Regions from separate parts of the Arabidopsis thaliana genome. Here region 1 is linked to region 2. The links are chromatin contacts, called in public targeted proximity ligation maps. All regions are on one chromosome and are shown on one strand. The core of a region is the stretch at or near the end of the contact, and the rest is flanking DNA. Distances in the headings are between cores, read along the strand shown. Region 1 holds the start of AT1G26790 (Dof-type zinc finger DNA-binding family protein). Region 2 holds the start of AT1G26730 (EXS (ERD1/XPR1/SYG1) family protein).

The links.
Region 1: a targeted proximity ligation map of shoot shows a contact between it and region 2, with 13 read pairs. A contact is called at or near these places in 19 of 26 Hi-C or Micro-C datasets (callus, cotyledon, leaf and 6 more), 1 of 2 datasets of targeted methods (shoot) and 1 of 3 other capture datasets (seedling).

What each region holds. Positions count from the first base shown.
Region 1 is chr1:9,273,801-9,276,500 of TAIR10.1, reverse strand. AT1G26790 (Dof-type zinc finger DNA-binding family protein) reads left to right here and starts at 1,308. Exons shown (of 2, transcript NM_102442.2): 1 at 1,308-1,561; 2 at 1,691-2,700. The coding sequence starts at 1,397. The coding sequence ends at 2,644. AT1G26795 (Plant self-incompatibility protein S1 family) reads right to left here and starts at 120. Exons shown (of 1, transcript NM_102443.1): 1 at 1-120. The coding sequence starts at 82.
Region 2 is chr1:9,239,689-9,242,388 of TAIR10.1, reverse strand. AT1G26730 (EXS (ERD1/XPR1/SYG1) family protein) reads right to left here and starts at 1,353. Exons shown (of 12, transcript NM_102436.2): 1 at 426-1,353; 2 at 66-345. The coding sequence starts at 954. AT1G06013 (a long non-coding RNA gene) reads left to right here and starts at 1,525. Exons shown (of 1, transcript NR_139005.1): 1 at 1,525-1,829.

The DNA.
Region 1 (2,700 bases), core at 59-2,558, 34 kb before region 2:
TTGTTAATGATGCTGACGTTTTGAGGATAAAGAAAAATAAGAATAATACAAAAATAAAATTTTGATTGGTTGAGAAAGCCATGAGTGTGTTTTACTTTTAAGAATTTGTGAGATAATAATATTTGTTCTGTTTCAGAAGCAAGAATTTATAGATGAAAATACATTAAATGTGTTATTATTTTTAATGCAAATTATCTTCTGGGATATACGTATAAATCTTTAGTTTGTAACGTAAAATACAATTACAAGCATACTAAATAAAATATATATTTAATGGTTTCTATATCATTATTCTTTGGCAACAAAAATGGTCAAATTTATGGAATAATGCAATGTTAGTATGAAATGGTTTCTATATCATTATATTTAATTATTAACAACTATGCAATATTAGTTTGAAATTGTAACGTATGTGATACTAAATAAGTGCATGAATCACGCGAATAAATCAAATTATTTTGAAAAACTGTTAGAGCAAGATCTACCTTAAACCACAATTTATTGATTTCTTTTCTAGCAACAAAACGTCTTTTATCACTCTAAACCAGCTTCAAACACATCGTGCACAACAATGTGTTTGTATCTCACGATCACGCATGTGAGAAGCTAAATTACCAACGTTGTAAATTTTTCTCCTATTAGATAAATAATATAGAGTAAGAGTAAAAATAAATGGTCCAACATGGTAAACATAGCACTTTACCAAGATTTTAACCACCGCAATCTTGATATCATCTCGAGGAGAATGATGATTGTTGTCTCGTCGCTAGGGATGACAAGGAGAAAATAGTTATCGATATTTTAGTTATTTGTATAGAAATTAGTTTTTATAATCGATGTTTTGGTTATTCATATTGTAATATCTGATTTTGCTTACCCTAGCAACAATTTTTTTAGTAGTCAATATTTTGGTTATTCGTATAGAAACCAAAATATTTTGTACTCATTCACAAAACCACATTGGAACATCTGTAATATAGCATTTTGAACTGATGTATGGCAGCTGGCATTTTTGTAAATGTTTTCGCATTATTGTATTTCTAATTTTCTGTATGAATATTCCAAAAGAAGTTGTACATTTTAATGAGACGTGGCTGACAATAAAGGAGGCAAATCTTTTTAGTGGCACTGAAAGAGAGATCAAAAAGAGCATGAAAAGAGATAGCAAAAAGCCCACTTTTTTGCAACATGTGGCTCTCTCATCTCTTCATGTCCCTCTCTAAGCTGACGTGTAATTTCTCCATTTTCTCTGTCTTTATGGCTTGTGGCTCTGTGTGATCCGTTATTAATTTAATACCAACCTCAGCCTCTTATACATACTCTTGTCTCAGACCTCAAATAAAGAATAAACACATAACACAAATCTAATCTCATACTCCATCTTCTTTTCTGTCTTATGTCTTCAAAGATTGGTATGTCTCAAGTTAGAGATACTCCGGTTAAATTGTTTGGCTGGACAATTACACCGGTTTCTCATGATCCATACTCTTCTTCGTCCCATGTTCTTCCTGATTCTTCCTCGTCTTCCTCGTCTTCTTCTCTATCACTTCGACCACACATGGTATGTTTCATGGTCTTACCTTTATTTGTTAAGAAATGCTAAAGATTTAATATTTTCTCTAGTCCTTGTATCAGTTTGAAACTAGTTCATGATGTTAATCCTAATCCAAGTTCCTTCAATTTTTTTCAGATGAATAACCAATCTGTTACTGACAATACAAGTCTTAAGCTGTCATCTAATCTTAACAACGAGTCAAAAGAAACATCTGAGAACAGTGATGACCAACACAGCGAGATCACAACAATTACATCGGAAGAAGAGAAAACAACTGAACTGAAGAAACCAGACAAGATTCTTCCATGTCCGAGATGCAACAGCGCAGACACCAAATTCTGTTACTACAACAACTACAACGTTAACCAGCCACGTCACTTCTGTAGAAAATGCCAGAGGTATTGGACCGCTGGTGGATCCATGAGGATCGTCCCGGTTGGCTCAGGCCGTCGCAAGAACAAGGGATGGGTTTCTTCAGACCAGTACCTGCACATCACTTCCGAGGATACTGACAATTACAATAGCTCCTCAACAAAGATTCTAAGCTTCGAGTCTTCGGACTCTTTGGTAACTGAGAGGCCTAAGCATCAATCAAACGAAGTGAAGATAAACGCTGAACCTGTTTCACAAGAACCCAACAACTTCCAAGGGTTACTTCCTCCCCAAGCATCCCCTGTTTCGCCTCCTTGGCCTTACCAATACCCTCCAAACCCTAGTTTCTACCACATGCCCGTCTACTGGGGCTGCGCGATACCGGTTTGGTCTACCCTCGACACTTCTACATGTCTTGGGAAAAGGACAAGAGACGAAACTTCTCATGAAACTGTTAAAGAGAGTAAAAATGCTTTTGAGAGAACAAGCTTGCTTTTGGAATCTCAGAGCATCAAAAATGAAACAAGTATGGCTACAAATAACCATGTGTGGTATCCAGTACCGATGACCCGCGAGAAGACACAAGAATTCAGCTTTTTCAGTAATGGAGCTGAAACAAAGAGCAGCAACAACAGATTCGTCCCTGAAACGTATCTTAACCTGCAAGCAAACCCTGCAGCCATGGCAAGATCTATGAACTTCAGAGAGAGCATATAACGTTAAAGGAGAAAAGAAACTTTGTAGATACCTTTTTTTGTGTGATGAATTAACTT
Region 2 (2,700 bases), core at 104-2,603:
TGGATTTAATCAAACAATCTTTTTTTTTTTTAACTTTTTCATATATTCTTAAGAAGCAACATTACCTGTAATTCTTGAGATGTCGAAGCTTGCGATAAAACTCGATGAAGACATTCTTAAGCCGTTCTTCTATTTTCTTGAGATTCTCTCTAGTGAATTTGAGCTCTTCTTGGTTAGAGAGCTTGAGGACGTTTTTAATTGTGGAGAGAGGAGTTTCCTGAGTTTTGTTTAATCTGATACGTTCAAGAACACTTAACACTTGTGGTACACTCTCTTTCGTTGAATCTCCACCGTTGGATCCATTTCCCTCTACTCTGATTCCCATCTCCTCAGCTAATGTATTCCCTTCAAAAATAAACACAAAAGATTTTAAACTTTGTGTCATTTCAGCTAAACTTAGTAACAAAAAATATCTGACAACTTACTCTGGTCATTAGAATCTAAGGCATTCATATCCACTGAAACTGTTTCAGAGCAGCTCCACGAAGAAGAAGGTCGCTCAACTTTGATTCTGAAAGCAATGAGAGCATCCATTTGTTTGTTCAAAACCACTGCCTCCTTCACCATTTCCTCCACTTTAGACCGGTAAAAATGGTTAACTTTATCGAATTCAAGATCTAGGGTTTTAAAGAACGCAAGCTCTGACTCTCTCCCCGCCTCTGCAACTTCCAAGATGGTTGTCTCGTATCTCTCAAACCCATCATCCCCAGTAGTTGCGTGCACCAGAATGTCCTGAATTTCTGGTTCCCGAGTCGAGGCGGTGCGGCTATACCGCTTTGTCAGGCCGCTGAAGTTGCGGCTACCAGATAGCTTGCGTTTCAAGATACCTGGTCTCTCTGATCTTTTCCGTGAAGTTTGGATTTCTTGAAGAATAGATTTGAGACCAGCATAATCCATGTAAGCTTGTTGCCATTCTGGAATCATCTGCCTAACAAAATCTTTCCCAAACTTCATATTTGGTTTCTCTGGACTTCTTTGTAAAACTCAAGAATCCAGATCTAATGAAAAGCCTCTTTTAGTTGAGATCAATCTCTGTCTCTCCCAGCCTCAGTGAAAAGTTGGCTGCAGAGTAAAGAACAGATTTTGAGCAAATTACGAAGAAGACAAAAAGAAAAGCTATTAGAGGAAGAAATAAACTAGAAAGCGTGTAAGAGGAACAAAGGGTGGGGTTATAAGAATTTGCCAACCATGCAAAAACTCGGAGTTTATTCAACAAGTCCCTTATATTCATATATATATATATATATGTATATAGACTATAGAGAGAGGGATATTGAGTCACATGAAGATTTGCAAGTGGATATAATTTCACGTGAGAAAAATCAAAAGAGTTGAAATACAATTGAAAAAGATGTTTGTTGTGGTGGGCTCTTGGGTGGACAGATTGACGACTAAAATAAAATAATTGCATAACAATTCACATGTACAAAAAGTCTTTCCTCTAAATTAAAATCATAAAGGGGTCAAAGTGGTTGTGGTAAAAACAAACATCAAAATAATATAAACAAATACAACAGAAAGAAAACAGGTGGACGATACACTTTTTGCGTGGAATGATGCACTTCCACACTGTTCTAGTGAGCAACACACGGTTCACAGTGACCGATACATTGTTTTACGGTGGATGTTACTGTTGATGGAAGAAGAAAAGAATTTAGAGGAAAAAAACAGAGGGTGAGAGACGTAGAATTAAAAAACAAAGGGAGAGCAATTAAGTTTTAGTATGGCGGCTTAGAGAAAATTACGTTTTGAGAAAAGTTTCTGATACCTTGTTGAATGATGAGAACTGAGAAGCACAATATTTGGTTCCCTTCTCCGTGTATTCAATTATCTACAGTAAAGAGTACAATGAATCAATTAACATGATTACATAATATGTGATATTCCTAAAATAAGATGAGAGTAATATGAGTTTCCTAATTTATCAGTTACATTGTTAAACAATGTACACGGTGAACGATACACTTACTATTTGCAGTGGATGATCCATTATTACGGTGGTTAACTTAAATACAATTTTTACCGTCCATCGTCATGTTCACAGTATCCATTATTCGCAGTAGTCAATATAATATTTAGTGGAGATGATTAGCAATCCTCTTTAGTCTATACATTGCTTACCGTTTACCTTATGTCGTCATAAACAGTAAACCATGTAGTATAGTTCTCAATGGAACATTATGTAGTAAAAAACTTTCTAAATACGCCAAAATTACCCAAATTGCAAATTACAAAATAAAAAATTACTCTTGAAATTTCCTATGTTAACATTCATCAATCTTTGAGTGACAAAAAAAAAAAAAAAAAAACATTTATCAATTTTTAACTCAAAATTGATATTACTATAAGTGGATTAACTCATAGCCTTCTTTATTTTAAAATAAAAAAAAAAAAAGAAAAAACTCATATAGAGTCTTTTTTAATTATTTGTTATACAATAACTTTAATTGTAGGATCTTAAGATCAGCAAACATACTCTATTTGACTCAATGTGAAATCCAAACGCTAGAAAAGAAAAAGAGTCCAGGTACATGATGTGTCGGTGTTGATATATATTTGGATCTAACAACTTTAAGACTAGCTACAGTTTTCTTTTTTCTTTGATAAAGTTTTAATAAGACTAGCGACAGTTCTTAACTTCTTATGTTTTTTCTTTCTCATTTTTTCTTCCCGTCCAGTTCATATGTTTATCGTATCACA